4 separate regions of the Mus musculus genome follow, and regions 1, 2 and 3 are each linked to region 4. The links are chromatin contacts, called in public HiChIP or PLAC-seq and promoter capture Hi-C maps. All regions are on one chromosome and are shown on one strand. The core of a region is the stretch at or near the end of the contact, and the rest is flanking DNA. Distances in the headings are between cores, read along the strand shown.

Region 1 (4,241 bases), core at 1,592-4,091, 300 kb before region 4:
CTTGCAAATGACATTCTACACACCAGAAAGACGTGACAATGGACAAGCGCTTTCAACAAAGAGGCAGAATAAAAAATCAGCATGCAAAACCCTACAGTCTTCCTCTGCACTGGCAGCAAACAGGTTGAGGAAGAGCTCAGAGAAAGCATTCCATTCACAACTGCCACAAAATAAACCTTCCAGTAAACATGCCTGTAAGAAAAGCTTTAAAAACTGAAGGAAATTGGTGAAGACCCTACAGGATGGGGTGACACCACTCCCCCACCCCCCCATCATGGATTGGAAAATCAATACTGTGAACTGGCATTACCAAAAGCAACCCCCATCAAATGCATGAGTGTCTCTAATAACACAGACACCCTAGCTCTGTTCTCGAGGAAGCCCGGTGGTGAGCTACCTCTTTTTTTCACTCCTTCCCTCACACTGTTTGAAGCGAGCAGGGGCACTATCTGTTTTACACACTGCCACAGGCCCAGTCATGGCTGGCAATGTGTTAATCATGAATTGGGCTCTGTACTCACGAGCTAAGTAAGTGCTTCACTAAGCTACACATAACCCCAAGGCATCTCAATGATGCTAATGGTATTTGTGAAAATGAATTTTAAAAAGGTCTAACTTTTCATGGTCTAAATAAGGGTGCTGAACACATGAAAATGAAACCATCTGGCAAAGAAAGGTATTGAAATCACCCCCAAGCAGTGAAAAAGTGATTGGGGTGTATAAACCTGTTATATCTGTGTAGCAAGAATATCAAGAGAGACTGTTGACAGGACTATCCTGCTTGCAAGTCTCCTCTATCCTCCCTCCCCTTTCCTTTCTTTTCAGAGAGGGTCTCACTCTGCAGACCAGGCTGGCCTCAAACTCCAAAGATCTGCTTGCTTCTTTCTCCTGGGTGCTGGGATTAAAGGTATATGCCACCATGCCTGTTTTTTTCTAAGATTTAAAAAAAATATATTTATGTGTACATACCTGTGGAATTTATACTCTGGTTATAATCTGCAGAGGTCAGAAGAGGGCACTGGAGCCTGCACCTGAGTTACAGGAGGCTGGGAGTGGCCTGATGTGAGTGCTAGGAACTACAATTGAGTCCTGTGCAGGAGCAGCAAGCACCCCTAACCACTGAGGCTGTATTTTCCAGCCTCCATTCTGTTTTTTCTTGTCTAAGGGGTCTTACTGTGCTGTCCAGGCTGGCTGTCAGCTGCCTCAGCCTCCTGAGTGGTCGGGCACGTACGCTGCAGCACCTGGCTGTACAGTCTTGTTTAGTAGTACAGTTGGCTTTAGTCACCAGGTCCTCACCTTCATGTACTTGTTGAAGACACCCTGGATCTCCTCATTGATGCTAGGCTGCAGGACAGCACGGAGGAGATCCATAGAGATGGCTGGGTCTGTGAAACTGGGGTTGTTGGGGAGACAGAGTCAGGGGAGTGTTCCAAACAGACCTTCCCAGACTACTCAGCTAGTTAGCAACATGGGATTCTAAAATTTATTTCATTATAACTCTGTGAAATAGGAATTATTTTCCAAGTATTTTATGAAATATAATACACACATATTTTTTCTTTTCCTTTTTTAGAGACAGAGTCTCACTATGTAGTCTGGTTGTCTTGGAACTCACTACATAGATCAGGCTGGCCTTAAACTCACAGAGGTCTGCCTGCCTCTGCCAAGTATTGTAATTAATAAATGATTATCACTATCCCAGGTCAAAAATACAAGAAGAATTCCCAAGGCCCATCCCTTCCCCAGGCTGGATGCCCCATGTCAAAGCTGAGAAAACAGAGTCTAAGAAAAGCTAAAGGCTTGTGTTAACAAACATCTCAGTCTGCATTAGAACAGATGTCTGTAATCTTGAATTCACATCCTCTGACTTACAGACTTCAATCACGGAGACAGACTAGACGTTCATTCCTTCCCTGCTTGGTTAGGATGTGGACCTGACAAGGTGACAGGAAGTTACAGCCTCCCCACTCCTGTGCTCTTTACGGGCTGTTGATCTCAGACTCCTACAGTGGGGTTCCCAAAGCACTCACTGCAGTCCACACAACTGGATCTCAGGTCTCACCCAGGTCGAGCCTTACCTTGTGGTCATCTGAGATCGGCGGCCCCTTCGCTGCACCTGCCGATGTTTTATCATTATGTTCCAAGGGTTCTGTTGGGGACCAAGTGGGCAAATGTCACCGAGGCTTCTCATAGTGAGGATGAGGAGAAAGTGAGTATGGCGCTAAACCTAGACGTTCCTGCTTCTCACTTCTCCCACCTTGGGGTGAAGGGGAATTAATTCAGTGGCTGGAAGACCCTGTCAGGGTGGAGGAACTGGGAAAATGTTTTCTGTCACCAATGTCCAAAGCTCGCTTTTTCTGGAAGAGCAAGAGGAAGGGCAGCAGTGTTTACCTAGGGTCTACTATGAGGCGGGTGACGAGTCAGGGCGTTCTACCCGCCTTTATCAGCCCATCCCACCACAACTCCAGCAAGCTCGGGTTATTGCTGTTCATTTCACAGAAGAGAAACCTGGCGCTCAGAGGGTGTCACATCAGGCCCACGTCACCTAGCTACAATCTGAATCCAGCTTGTAGCGGCACTGAGAAAACGACATTCCCAGGGCCGCACGGCCGCCGCGTTCTTTCGCCCGCGGGCCCGGGGCCCGGGAGCCCGAGGCCCTGCCCGGCCCGAGCCCCGGCCTCGCCCGGGCGCCCTCACCGTGAGAACCGGCTGGCCCGCCGCGCCCGCGTCGCCCAGCTCCAGGCCACCTCGCTCCGCCCCGCCGGGGCCCCGCGGCTGCTCGGTGTCGCCAGTCGCCCCCATGGCGCCCCCCGGCCCACAACAACCTCAGCTCGACTCAGCCACCGGAAAGCGGCGCCGTGACGTCACGGGAGCGCCCGAGCCACCCGGCCGGAAGCGCGACGCGCGTGCGCCGTGGGGTTGCTATGGGAACCGAACTGCCGCCTAGGAGCCACCTCGTCTTTGGTGTCGGGGACGACGTTGAGGCTTCCAGACCCCTGGGAGACAACGGCTGGGGACCGAGTGTGGGTGTTCGGGGGCCATTCAGTCAAGGGACGAGGGCGGTGTGAGGGCAGCAGAGCATACACTTCAGCGGGGGAGCACGGGGCTTCGGATGAGGGCAGCCCGAAGTTCAATCTTTGAAAACCGCAGGAACATCTGAAATCTTAGCACAGCCTCCCCCGAATTGGAGTAGTCTGACTCAGGAACCGGGAAAGCCAACAAAAGAAGGGGTTGTTGGTGCCACCCTAAATACCCAAACACCTAAACACCATACTACTAGCCTTTGCGGGCTGCCGCTTGTGTCGAAAGGCATCAGAATGAAAGTTGGGTTTTGGCTTGTGAACTAGTCCTGTTGCAGAGAGCTGGCCTTCTCTCCCCTAGATGGTTGATTCTGGGATAGGTAGGGGATGAAAGGTTTAACAACTGTGGCGTTCTCCAGAGCTCCTCTTAGCACTACCTCAGAGAGGTAAGCTGTCTGTGAAAGAATTCGGATTCAGTTACGGGTGATAAAATAACTCTTCTCGGGTCACAAGAAGCAGGTAGTGTAACGTATATGAATTTTGTGTTAGGAAAGATCTAGATTCCAACCTGATGTGATATGATCGTTAACGTTGGATAGGGCCTGGTGTGATAACATAACCCCAACACCGAGGAAGGAAGTAGCTGTGGTGTAGAGCTGTCTCAAAGCCAAAGGCTAAGAACATTGGCTGTGGGACTGGATCGCTTACCGCTATTCTCCTGCATACTAATTGCACGGTCATTCGTCCACAGTTTCAAGTATTCCAGCCTGGACCATGTAACTAAGGATCTGCCTCCACCTCCACAATGCCGGTTCACAGGCATGCCACAGTCCACGTTTGGTTTATGTCGTGTTGGAAATTGACCCCAGAGTCGTCATATGGTTGATACTAGGGCTGGATTATTTTATGCAAAGCACTTAAAACTTTGGTATAAGTAACTCCTTAAATTATTCTAATATAATAGTAATTTCCAGCAACCGTCACTTAAGGACTTTTTCCTCTGAAATATTATTGTATGTATTAAAATACTGCATATAAAACACATATTAGATAATCAACAATGCCAGTTTTGTTCCATGTTCCAACGTCCACTTTTATTTTTTTAGGTTTACTTATGTGTATGAGTGTTTTGCTGGTATGCATGTATGTATGTACATCATTTATGTACCTGGTATCCGCAGAGGTCAGAATAGGGTATTGGATCCTTTGGAAATAAAGTTA
Region 2 (4,518 bases), core at 293-2,792, 380 kb before region 4:
TGCATGCAAAAATCCCGAACCAACCAAACAAAAGAACTAGGGAATTGGGTGTGGCACCAACACCTGTAATCCCAGCACCTGGGAGGTGGAGGCAGCAGGGTCAGTTCAAGGTCATTCTAGACAATAGGAGATCATAATAGCTCACTGGCAGTATAGAGGATTGAAAACACATGGCCAATCCTAGCACTTGGGAGGCAGAAGCAGGCTGATCTCTGTGAGTTCTAGGCGAGCCAGGGCTGTTACACAGAGTACCCCTCTGTCTCAAAAAACAAAACAAAAAAACCCATATGGCATGTGGACCTTCTTTTTCTACAGAAGGATTCTGCTGTGTAGCTCTGACTTGTCCACAGCAATCCTCTCACCTCAGCTTCCAAGTGCTGCAAATAAGGCATGTGTCAACATTTAATTCTTTTTTAAAAATCATTCTAAATATTTGCATGGCCTTTCTGTTCACAAATTCTTATAATTCTTACCAACTTTTTCTTTGGTCCTGGTATATACCAGGAAAAAAAAACTGCTCAAAATTTGCTGTGAAATATTGAGCAAGCCAATTGCCTTCTCTGAAACTTGATTCCTTTCACTTTATTTATTTTTTTCTTTTGGCTTTTTTCGAGACGGTTTCTCTGTATAGCCCTGGCTGTCCAGGAACTCACTCTGTGGACCTCGAACTCTAAAATCTGCCTGCCTCTGCCTCCCAAGTGCTGGGATTAGAGGCATGCGCCACCACTGGCCGGCAATTCCTTTCACTTTAAGGGGGCTAGCATGTGTGTAACCTCTCCTGCGCCTACACATATCCTGATTGGATGTAATGCTTTATGCAAATGTTTCCCATTTGGCTCCATTCACTGTCCCCATTTCGCCGATGAAAGACTCAGGTTCAAAGACACATGAAAGACTGAGGTAGAAAGCATAGGCTATCTGTCCATCATTACAACAGCTGGAAGCCGAGCTTTGGCTCCAGATCCTGATGGCATCCTATAGAGTCCCAAATTATGGATCAGGAAGGGAAGGCGGCCTCTGACCTCACCTGAACACCGGTGGGGGACGCGGAAGGCTGAGGTTCGTGTTCAAGCCCAGCGGAGCCGAAATCCACCTTCCACTGGTGGAAGCTGAATGCACTAGTCGCTGAGACCCGGCTTCACGCCTCCACGGCCGAGACCATTCGCGCACCGGCAGACGCGGCAGCCATTCCTCCCACTGGGCCCGCCTCCGACTGACTGACGTCCAGCCTCGCCAATCACCACGCCAGCTTCACAATGACTCAGACCAAAGGAGCTCGCTGTGGAACTTGGGAGTTACGGACCAATCCTGGACTGGCAGCTCCTGGACGGGGCTGTTGCCAGGGTTACAGAGGCTCGGCCAGAAATCACCAATGAGAGCTTGTGGAAGGATGTTCAAGCCCGGAACAGGCCGCCCGAGGGCGAAGCCTCCCTTCGGTCTAGGGGGCTGGAAAGGCGGCACCTTTTAAAGGCCAAAATAAAAATAAAAAAGAGCAGTGTTTTATACGGACAACATTTAGTTTGTCGGCTATCGAGCTGTCAAGCTCCGTAGATACAGAATGGTGGAAAAAGGTGCAAATGTAATCCTGCATTCTTTGCCTTGTGGAGAAACTGAGGCTTGTAATTCCGGTTATTCAGGGTCTGAGATAGGATCAAGAATTTGAAGCTAACTCAGGCAACCTAGTAGGACCAAGTCTTAAACAGCTGGGTGTGGTGTCACACGTATTTAATCCTAGCACTGGGGAAGCAGAAGCCAGCCTGGTCTACATCAAGTTCCAGGCTAGGCTTCTCTCGAAAATAAAATTAAAAAGTTTAAATTAGGAATTTGCCCACAGCGTCCCAGCAAGTGGCTTGCAGTAAAATCTAGGATTTAGGTCGGTCTTTCCTCCTGGTCCCTGACAGGACAGAATGAACAAGACAAGCTACCATCTGTGTTGTAGGATAGGTTGGTAGGAAGAGGGCAGAGTATGGGGGTGCATTACTAACCCTCTGAATGTCAAGTACCCCATTAGACAACATTCATGGTTCCTTTAAAATGACAACGTTTTGAGGCCGCTAGTCTGGGCTACATGAGGCCCCGTCTCAAAAAACACAAACGTGAAACAAAACAAAAACCGACTTTATTAGTGTGAATAAAAATACGTAACAGGTATTTTCTAAAGAGCAGCAACAGTTGACAATCAAGGGCTACCCTCCTCCCCCTCTGTCTCTGGACACAAAGCTCCTTTCCGGGCCCATTGTGTTTATCCTAACCTGGGCAAGGGTTCGTCTGTGTAGGCTGGGAAGAAAGGAGCATGCCCTTTCATATGGAATAACTTTGGCTTTGAACAATGAACAAGGTGTCTACAGAACGCCAAAGGTAGGGCTGAAATGAGGCAGGGTCAAAGGATTGTCACAGTGGAGTCCCTCTCCCCCGAGTTTTAAGATCTTCTTAGCCCTTACCTAGGAAGACACTGATAAAAATACTGACCTACAGTCTGACCCACCACTTTGAACTGTCCCAAGGTGGTTCTGAGATGGGTTCACTAGTACAAACACTTCAATCATGAACCATGGCTTCAGCAAGAGGGGGGCTGTCTGCTTCCTCTAGCTTTCCCCAGAGGAAAGGGAGGCAGCCCACGTCTCTGAAGTCAACTGGCTGCTGACTGGACTCAGGCAGCTGATAGGGGTCTGCCCAGATGTCCACAATCTTGCGCAGGGTGGAGCAGCGCTCCTCCAGCTCTGGCCCCTCGGTCTGCATCAGCAGGTTTGCCAGCTCCCTGCTTAGGTCCCGAATCATGTGGTTCTGACCTTGCTTTTCAGGCTGATCTGTGTTTGGGATGATTCCACGGTCTTGCAGCTCCCCATTGGGGTCAAGGAGGTGCTGGTATTTCTTCTGCCACCGGCAGCACACCATGGCTTCCCCTACTGGCTGCTGGCTGGTATGCAACAGAGCCAAAATGTGGCGGCATGGCAGATGGTAGCACTGTTGAAAGGAGCAGCTGCAGCTACAGCCATCTTTGCTCACCTGGTGTGAGTTCTCTAGCAGCTGAACAGCCACTGAGGAGCCGGCCTCGTCTACCAGGTGGGTGGAATTCTGTACCACCTCCCACTCATTATGACACAACTTGTAGGCTAGTTCAGAGCCACTCTGGTGCAAGATGTCTAGCATGCCAGCCTTGGAGGACTGATCCTGGGGCTGTGGCAACTGAGACTGTGCTGAGTCTGCCTTTGTCTCTTCTACCTCTTCCACAGGGAGCCTGGTGTCACCCCCACCACAAATTCTAAAAGGCTTCTTGGGCCTTGGAGGCGTGCTTGGGAGCCGAGTTCTCCTTAACTTGGGAGCATTTGTGGGCAAGCTCTTCAGACCTTTGGTATTAAAGAAGTCTATGTAATCCACAAAGTGAAGGATGCAGTCCAGCAGAGACCGCTGTTCCCGAAAGAGGCTTGACACCTTGCTGGTGACTATGTCTAGGCTGTCCATGTAGGTGTTACATGCATGCAGGCCCTTCCTCACATGTATGTACCACAGCAGTTCACAGGAGAACCAATGGGCCTGGAGGAAACTGAAGAGTTCCTCATCTAGTAGGACTTGGGACATCTCACAGAGATTTTTTAGGCTTGCATCAGAAGAGACAAACACAGCTTCCCGCAGAGCTTCTTTCATGAGCCTTTTAAAAGACGCATTTACTGAACTCTGGTGTAACTTCTTCTCCAAGAGACGAGTGGTGTGGTAGATAGAGAGGAGAGTGCGGGCAGAGGGGAAGATCTCCTGTAAGATCGCTCGGTGAGGGAATGAAGGGTCCACAAAGACCATCTTGACCTTGGGCCAATCAGAGTTGAATTCTGTAAAGATATTGAGCATCTTGGCCACAGAAGGCGCTGTCTCAGCCTTGAGCACAGCGAAGTGCACCACTCGACTCTCTCGCTCCTTGTTCTCCACCAAGAAAGCATACAGAATATGGCCCTGGCTGTTTTCCACCCGGTGCAGCAAGAGTGTCTCTGGGAATCGGGCGAACAGGTCACTCATCTTGCTGCTCTGGAAGCTGAGTCGGTCTAGGTCTTGGCTGGTGCCCACACTGAAGGAGGCCATTGAGCCCTCGTCCACGGTAAGAAAGTTCTTCATCACTTTTGCTATCTTGGCCATATCAGAAGGACTGATGCCCTCCTGTTCTGGATTTGAGGGCTTGTGTATCTTATCGAGGCAAAATGACGGCTCTACTGAGGGCTTCTCTGCTGTATCAAGGTCTTTCCTGATGCTGAGCTGCACCGGCGGGAGTTTGTGTAGACATATTGCCTGAGGCTTGCTAGCAGGGATTCCTCCAGAAGCATTAGAGTCAGCATGAATGTGCTGGGTATTCAACTCACTGATAAACAGTCTATCTAGAGTCTCGTTGTATTGCAGCAGCAGATACGCTGGACACCTGTCCACCTTCCGAGTTTTCTTCCTGTTTGACTGCGTCCGAATACAGACAAATTTCACCTGCACATATCTAGGGAAGGTAGAGGTGACAATGAGAAAGGTGCTGGTTGCCCCTCT
Region 3 (4,059 bases), core at 1,139-3,638, 370 kb after region 4:
AAAAGGGTAACTAAATTAACTGTGCCTTCTTCATGTGACTATTAAGATTCTAACTCAGAGAACCTCAGAATATGAGATTGCATCTGGAGATCAGAAACTTTGAAAGCGGAAGAGATAAGGGCACAGCCAGAGGAGAATGAAGACCACACGAAGAGGTGGGAGGAAAGGTGGTCATTTGTAAGCCAAAGACATCTGATTCCAAACTTCCAGCCTCCAGAATGGCAACTACATAAAAAATTAATTTCTGTTGCTTAAACCATCCAGGTGTGGTGCTTGTTATAGCAATCTGAACCACTTAATTCTGATAGTAAAATGCAGCAGTCCACTAGTTACAACGAATAAGGCAGCACCAATCCTCCAAGGACTCGGCCCTGCCACACTCTTCTCTCGCGCTTTACTACAGTTCTTACAATCCAAATGGTGGTCTGGCAGTGGTGGCGCACGCCTTTGATCCCAGCACTTGGGAGGCAGAGACAGGTGGATTTCTGAGTTCGAAGCCAGCCTGGTCTATAGAGTGAGTTCCAGGACAGCCAGGGCTATACAGAGAAACCCTGTCTCTGGAGGAGAGAGAGAGAGAGAGAGAGAGAGAGAGAGAGAGAGAGAGAGAGAGAGAACAAAACTATTAGTTAAATGAAGGTTTTGGGGGAAAGGAATGGAAGAATAACTGGCCTAGTGGTTACTGATTCCGTACATACAGGAACAATCTGCTAAGATGCGTATATACAAAGAAAGACCCAATGTAACAGGTAACTTCCAGAGAGACATCAGAGTAAAAAAGCTAAGCGCAAGGATTTTAAGACTAGATCACCAGATGTTAACACCCCAACTGTGCCTCTAACTATGGAGCAGCTAACAAGTGGCCTGCCTCTCTGTGCCCTGGCTTTATCCTCTTTACACTAAGGATACAGGGATATCCTCCTTATATGATAGTTGCGAAGGCTAGCTGCGCCAGTAAGGTGTACCATGTTTACAAGTTCAAAACACCAGCAATTTCCTATGGCTGAACAGGCAAGCTGGAAAGCAATGAAACAGTGCCTGCCGCCCTGCAGCATTCTCTGGCTGTAATTAATAAGTACTCCTTTGAGTGCCTCAGCACACCACACTAAGTCAAACCTGAGCCCATCTCAACAAGCTGTTTGTTTGATTCCATGTTTGTGTACTTCCAACAGACCCTGCCTCCCCTAAGAGTGCTGCCCAGGCTTTCACACACACACACACACACACACACACACACACACACACACACACCACCTCTCCGGTGCCCGGCACTCCCTTACTCTGAACACTTCCTATTTTAGTGCTCATTCTGCTGCAGGAAGTCAAATGTCTTCTCTGTGAAACCCAAGTTTTTAGCTGTGTCTGAGAGAAGCACGACTCCCTCAGGCTCTAGGCTTTTTTTCTCCAGGTGAGACGGGGAGTGGTCCAGCACAACAGCAGTCAGTTCATCTTGACCCAAAACAACTCTAGATACTTCTAGAATCTAGAGCCAAGAGAGTATCGAAACAGAATTTGAACAGGACAAAGTCTGGCTGAGCCTACTGTGTCTAAACTCTATTTATTGGACCTCAGATTACCCACTCCCGGGTTGGTGTTTGTTTGTTTGTTTGTTTGTTCTTTATCAACGTCCCAACTTTGGGTGTTGGAAGGCTGAGGACGATTTGAAAAAAAGTAGGCAGTCACTCATGAACTCAGTAATAAAAGCCATTACCGCCATCACTACTAATACATCATCCTACATGGGGCGGACACCCTGAAGCCCCTTGGAAACTCTAGCCCCCCATAACCCTTTCTCCATTACTAGAACCGTGAAACGTTGGTACTGACACAGTAAGGCAGTTAGGAGCAATGACTTGGGACAGAACCACCAGGACCCAAAATCCCCGCTCCACCCCTTACTTAGCCATGGGACCTCCAATCAATGTTTCTAACGACTTCTGCCTCGAAAGCGAAGCAACAGGGTTAAGTCCTCGCTCACCCGGCCTCAGCATTCGCCCCTACATCCTCGGGTCCCTTCTTGGGGCGCCTTCCCCGGCCTCTGCTGGGGTCTCCCCTAACTTGTCCGCACGTTGCCCAGAGAGTGCTCTCTCTAAGCAAAACCACTTCTGCCCGGGCCAGCGGACGCTCCCTCCTCTCTCGGCAGGTGCTACTGCAGCCCGGTCACCAGCCTCGCGGGTCCCTCTCCTCCCGGCCCGAGCTCGCACGCCGGGGTCTACCCTCAGCAAGCTCGCGCCTTCTCTCCTCACCCAACTCTCTTGCCTCTCAGCCTACGGCCCCTCACCTGCGCGGTGGGTTCCTCAGCTGCACGGTCTCCATGGCGCTGCCGGCAGCCGCCCAGACTGCCTCAATGCTCCATCCTCCCGGAGCCCGCCCCGCGAACCCTCCCACACTTCCGCTTTCCGCCCCTACCGGAAGCGAGAGGAGGCTGGGCGGAGCGGCGGGAGTCACGTGGCACAGTGGCGGGCGGATACAGAAGTCAGAAAGCCGAAGAGGTGCCTCTCGGGCGGCCTCTAGTGGCCCGAGTGTCAGCGACACCCTCTCCTTGACTTGCCTTTGGACTGAATACTTTCAAGCCTGACTCCTTGAGGGTTCTCCAGTTTCTCAGATGGGGAGGCTGTTAGCAAAGCACGGGCTTGATAAGTGAGTTCTTAAAATATATATATATAAATATATATATATATTTATATATATGTATATATATATTTATATATGTGTGTATATATATATTTATATATGTGTGTATATATATATTTATATATGTGTATATATATATATTTATATATATTTATATATATTTATATATATTTATATATATTTATATATATATTTTATATATGTGTGTGTGTGTATATATATATTTATATATATTTATATATATATATTATATATATATATATATATAGAGAGAGAGAGAGAGAGAGAGAGAGAAAGAAAAAGAAGTGAGTTCATATTAGGGCCAAGGGGAAAAGCCCCAAGCCCTCTGTAAACTAGGGCGCAGTCAAGAAACCATCAAAATCTCTGCTCCAAGACTGGAGAGGTTTTATTGTAGATGAGACCAAACAGCATCTGGAAGACTCCTGAGCAGAGAGAAAAAAACAGACTGGCCAAGGCCAGGGCTATATCTTCCGGGCAGAAAAAATTAGCGAAGAGGGAGAAGAGCCGGTCGGGACCTTGCTGTAGCGTAACTGCTGCGGAGGGGAGTGTGCAAGTTGTAATCTGGAACAGCCTGGGAGCATAGTGGAGGAGGTAAGGAGGGCCAGGCTGCTTTGCTACTCATAACAGATATATGTTACTAGGGACCAAGGACCCTGCAGGTTAGCTTGGCTTAAGTCTCCTTTACCAAAGGCAAGGACGATAAAGGAGTGACTCCTTTTGGTAGACAGAAACCAACAGGTTACAGAGGACTACTCGGGTCTGTCCACCAGCAATCCTTTTGTTTACACTTTCAATATTCAACACAAGCCTTCCCTTTTGGGGGAGGAATTGGGGGTTCGCTTTGGACCTGGCACACCCCCAAAAACGGAAAGATCCACTAATTTAGTCCAAAATGACAGTCTAGACTCAGCTCAAGCCGATAGGGTTATTGACAAAAATAAAGCTCAAGGGCTGGAGGGGTGGCTCAGTGGTTAAGAGCACTGACTGCTCTTGAAGAGGTTCTGAGTTCCATTCCCAGCAACCACATGGTGGCTCACAACCTGTAATGGGATCTGATGTCCTCTTCTGGCGTGTGACTGAAGACAGCTGCAGTGTACTCACATACATAAAATCAATAAATCTTTTTAAAAAAATAAAACTCACAGATTTCTGAAGTTCCGTCGCTGAGCCCTCACCGTTCTGTTTTTAGGGGCGTAGTGGGTATATTTTTAGTTTAGGGTTGTTTGTAGGGATTTGTTTGAAGCAGCATCTGTATATTCCCTGACTGGCCTGGAACATGCTATGTAGACCAGGCTGGCCTCAAATTCAGAAACCAACCTGCCTCTACCTCCTAAGTGCCGGGATTAAAGCGTCCACCACCAAGCCCAGCTCCAGTGTTATCCATGTGTATTCACTGTATTCATCTGT
Region 4 (3,978 bases), core at 1,342-3,841:
CCGGGTGATGGCACACACACCTTTAGTCTCAGCACTCTGGAGGCAGAGGCAGGCAAATCTCTGAGTTTGGGGCCAGTCTGGTCTACAAGTGAATTCCAGGACAGCTAGGATTACACAGAGAAACCCTGATTTGGAAAAACAAAAGCAAACAAACCAACTGGCTGGCAGTGCATCTCAGTGCTTGCTTAGTTTGTGTGCCTTTGGGTCAATCATCTGTATCAAATAAGTAAATAGTTCTGGGTCTGCGACCTTCAGAAACTCATCACTGACTACTGATACATTTTCACAAAGAAGAGATAGGTAGCTAGTGATGCCAGGTCTACACCCCAGACTCCACTATTCCCAAATGTAGCAACTAGGCACATTAGTCAGGGGTTTTAAAATAACATCCTGTTTTTTAAAAGGTATATCTTCCAGGTGTTCATGCTATCTCCAGCAAAAACAAGCTTTTGTTTACAGAAGCAGAAATGCTGCTTGACCTTGTGAGCCATTATCTTGCATAAACAACCCTTTTGTTAAAGTTGTACAAGCCCGGGCAATTACAGAAACAACCCTTAGCGGCCCTTAACATTCAGAGGTCCAGTTTTGCTTTATAGTTCTCTTAAGCACAACAATATTTAAACTTTGAAATAACATAAGGTCAGCCATCAACAAAATGTTATCCACCAACATAATGTTAGCCATCAATATAAAACATAAGCTATATCTTCATTATTTATGTTCTTGAGATTGTTTACACCAACCTGGCCTGGCCTAGGCTTGTTTACCAGCTACTTGGGACACTGAGGTAGGGTGGGATGAGTTTAAGGCCATCCTGGGCCAACTTAGCCAAATCCATGGAAAGACTGGAAACCATTTGAATTGCGAAACGTTTTCTTTCTATTATTTATTTACTTATTTCTTTACTTTTGAGACAGGTTCTCTCTTATTGCATAGCTCTGGTTGGCCTGGAACCTGAACTATAGAACAAGTTGTCCTCAGCCTCAGAGATCTGGCTGCCTCTCCTATAAAACCATGCCTAATAAGAAAGGATTTCTCCTTGTCATCCTCCTTCCTTTGAGACAGGGTCTCTCTACATAGCCCTGACTCATTGTGTAGACCAGGCTGGTCTTGAATTCAGAAATCTACTGGCACATGTCACCACACCCGGCTTATGAGAAAGAGTTTCTTATTCTAGTTAGAGTGATTCATTTATTTTCTCAGTGCCCAACTTTTAGGGAAGTATATTCAAATAATTGAGAACAATTGCTCACCGTTAAGTCTGGGGCAAGATAAACCCACGGTCAGTATTGGAAAACTGTTTTTCTCTCAAAGCTCTCTGCCACAAGAGACTTTAATTCTCAGAAAATAATTAAGGGCTAGAATAAGGAAAGCCAAGGAATAGAACAGGACAGAGTATGCCCTGCCTGTATTCTTATGGAGGAGGTAGTGCTGAGCTGGGACATAGTGAGTTAGGGTTAGTTTAGGCAATTCAAAGAGGAACAGGGGCGAGGGGTCATATTTACCTTGGAAAGTATGTGAATTCAGAATATCCTAAGACAGGCCAAAATGCCCTAATTCCAAAACCACATTATGTATGCACAAATGTACCCTTAGAACAATGTATCGGTATGTCAAAGATCAAAAGTTTTGATTGATGGTTCTAGCATGCCCCTCCCCCTACTTTTTTAAAGACAGGGTTTCACACTGACACCAGCTGGCTCATTTTAAACTCCGACTGTCCCCTTGCCTCAGTATCTCAAATGCCAGGATGACAGCCCTTCCCTATCACGTGTGTGTGTGTGTGTGTGTCCTTCAGTTTTTCGATTATTGATTCCATCAGTATCTGTGCTGAGGGTGGGACTAAAGAATCTTACCATTACCTACTTTGTTAGGATGGTGTTAGAAGCAACATTCTTGGATCCGGTGTAGAAGCCGCCTTGAGAAATAAGAGAGTCAATTGAGAGGACAAGTCAAAAGAGTAAGACTATTTCGTGACACGTGAGTATTACACACAATTCACACTTCAGTTGATAAATCACACTGTTTAGTGCACAGGCAGGCTCGTTCCTTTGTCTTTCCAGCTGCTTCTGCGCTGGCGCCCTGGGGTTGGAATAATTTCGACAGCAGGCCTGGAAAAACTTGAACCATTTCGTCGTTGTCGGTTCAGAGTTGCTAATCAAAAACTATCCGAATTCAAGCGCCACTTGGGGAATACTCCCTGACAAAGCGGAGCGCATCCGCTTTGAAGACTGGTAAAAACAGCAGACCCCTAGTCAATCCTACCCCGTTTATGGGCCTCAGTTTCCCCAGCTATAAATTGGGGGCTAAGCAGTGATCCTCGGATTTTAGGCAGACTGCCTCGCAGTAGATCGGTTAACTATCATGGGCTGCAGCTCCTGGAGCTACAGATTGAGGTCAGTTTGGAGCCGGCAGGCACGCTGTGGGCGGGTCCCCGGGCGGGTTGGGTCCCACCCCAGTGGTTTCCAGCTTGCCCAGCGCAGCACCCCGCAGGCCTAAGCTTTCCCGGGGGAATTCCGGGCGGTGCGGGCGAGCACTGGGGGCGGGGCAGGGCTGCTGCCTATAAGAAGGGCTGCGCGCCCGCTCCGGGCCACTGGTTTGCGCTGTTGAAGCCATGGCGCCTGCCTGCCTGCTTGCGCCGCTGCTGCTGCTGCTCCTCGGAGGCTTCCCCTTGGTCCCCGGAGAGTCGGTATGTATTTGAAGGATGTCTTGGAGGGGGGAGAATTGGGGGGTGCCTTCTTTGTCCCCTCAAATCCCGGGATCCGGAGGGAGTAGGGTGCATCGCGAACTGTGCTCCCTCCCCCCAACCCCCTCTGGACGCCGAGACAGGGAAAACTTTGTGAGGAAACTTTGCTCTTGGGTCTCGAGAAGGCTGCCGGAGACTCTTCCACGCGCCGTGCACCCCTAGCCTGTTGCTCTGAGCTCTGGACTCAGCCTGGCCTCTGGGCTCCCGGGTGGGACGTGACTAAGTTGGTGTCAACTTTTCTCCTCCCACACCCTCACCCCTACTTTGTGATCCCAGTGCTGGCGCTGCGCGCGGAGTGGCCCTCTGGGTGTCCATAGCAGGAGGCTCGAATCTGAGATGGTCTGGGGACGGGGTGGGCAGCTTGTATTCGGGAGCTGGAACACTTTAGGGCTGTGCGGAGGACCCCGTTTCACAAACCCTGGGGAATGGAGAAGACTGAATCCTGGCCTTCGTTCTGGCCACAGTCTTGGTACGACTGACTTAAGGGGCAAGATCACCTCCTTCTAAGGTCACCTGACCTATCTACAGAACATATCATGAGGTGACCCTTCCTGCTTTAGGCTGTCCAAAAAGTAGGGTTCCTTATTTTTCCAGAGCGGACTTAAAGGATAACTTTCCGATCAGCTCCAGGCTAGAGATTGAGCTTCAACTGTTTTGTGGGAAGTGTTTTGGTTGAAACCGCACACGGGGAAATTGAGGCACCCACCTGAGTGCGGAGAAGGATCTAGAGGAGAAAAGATCCCAGGGAACCTAAAGAAACCTTTCCTTTTCAGGATCAGAGTCAACAAGGATCTAGGGCCGGATCAGCTCAGTCCTAGCAGGCGTTTAGGAGGCAAGGGAATTTACAGGGCATGACAGTTCCTGGGAGAGGGTGGTCTGACCCATGAGCACGGGCCATTTGTACCGTTAGTCTAAGTTTTAGGGGGAGTGAGACTCTGGAGTTTAATCATTAATGTTCTTTTGAAAGCCACCTTTTCTCTGGGCTTATTTAGGGAATAGTTGATTATGTTCAGGAGGCTCGAGATGAGAGTGTATGCACTCTCTAGCACAATTGCAGTTAGGTACGGAACCCATTGCATGCTGGTTTCTGCTCTGATGGCTTCCTGGTGGCTTTGGAATCGAGCGTGTTTAATTTCAGAAAACCTCCCTGTTTACCATTCTTAAACTAGTCCTCAGGCAGAGGTTAAGTAACCTGCTGAAGGTCACACAGCTACCAACCAGCTGAGTCAGGC

Evidence for each region. Promoter capture Hi-C pulls out the DNA fragments that hold promoters and counts their contacts. HiChIP or PLAC-seq counts read pairs in DNA pulled down with a chosen protein or histone mark.
Region 1: a contact with region 4 is called in a promoter capture Hi-C map of neural stem cells. The contact joins the promoter of Dnttip1 here to the promoter of Sdc4 in region 4. A contact is called at or near these places in 4 of 39 promoter capture datasets (HPC-7-derived erythroid cells, cranial neural crest, neural stem cells and 1 more), 2 of 484 Hi-C or Micro-C datasets (the G1E-ER4 cell line and regulatory T cells), 7 of 115 datasets of contacts at active chromatin or transcription factors (the 3134 cell line, T-cell acute lymphoblastic leukemia, bone marrow-derived macrophages and 4 more) and 2 of 9 other capture datasets (adipose tissue and liver).
Region 2: a contact with region 4 is called in a promoter capture Hi-C map of embryonic stem cells. The contact joins the promoter of Zswim1 here to the promoter of Sdc4 in region 4. A contact is called at or near these places in 1 of 39 promoter capture datasets (embryonic stem cells), 1 of 484 Hi-C or Micro-C datasets (B cells) and 2 of 115 datasets of contacts at active chromatin or transcription factors (embryonic stem cells and stem cell-derived neural progenitor cells).
Region 3: an H3K4me3 HiChIP or PLAC-seq map of the 230-238 cell line shows a contact between it and region 4, with 14 read pairs. The contact joins the promoter of Stk4 here to the promoter of Sdc4 in region 4. A contact is called at or near these places in 5 of 39 promoter capture datasets (the C10 cell line, cranial neural crest, frontonasal cranial neural crest and 2 more), 1 of 15 datasets of contacts at CTCF or cohesin (the NIH/3T3 cell line), 4 of 484 Hi-C or Micro-C datasets (B cells, Th1 cells, embryonic stem cells and 1 more), 12 of 115 datasets of contacts at active chromatin or transcription factors (the 230-238 cell line, CD4 single positive thymocytes, the NIH/3T3 cell line and 9 more) and 3 of 9 other capture datasets (adipose tissue, liver and pancreatic islet).

What each region holds. Positions count from the first base shown.
Region 1 is chr2:164,744,615-164,748,855 of GRCm38.p6, reverse strand. It overlaps Dnttip1 (deoxynucleotidyltransferase, terminal, interacting protein 1), which reads right to left and starts at 2,841. Exons shown (of 13, transcript NM_133763.1): 1 at 2,698-2,841; 2 at 2,079-2,149; 3 at 1,297-1,393. The coding sequence starts at 2,802. It also overlaps a transcript of Wfdc3 not described here.
Region 2 is chr2:164,819,710-164,824,227 of GRCm38.p6, reverse strand. Zswim1 (zinc finger SWIM-type containing 1) reads right to left here and starts at 1,542. Exons shown (of 2, transcript NM_028028.2): 1 at 1,028-1,542. Zswim3 (zinc finger SWIM-type containing 3) reads right to left here. Exons shown (of 2, transcript NM_178375.2): 2 at 2,101-4,471. The coding sequence ends at 2,539. It also overlaps a transcript of Acot8 not described here.
Region 3 is chr2:164,072,467-164,076,525 of GRCm38.p6, reverse strand. It overlaps Stk4 (serine/threonine kinase 4), which reads right to left and starts at 2,388. Exons shown (of 11, transcript NM_021420.4): 1 at 2,279-2,388. The coding sequence starts at 2,313.
Region 4 is chr2:164,441,801-164,445,778 of GRCm38.p6, reverse strand. Sdc4 (syndecan 4) reads left to right here and starts at 2,591. Exons shown (of 5, transcript NM_011521.2): 1 at 2,591-2,689. The coding sequence starts at 2,615.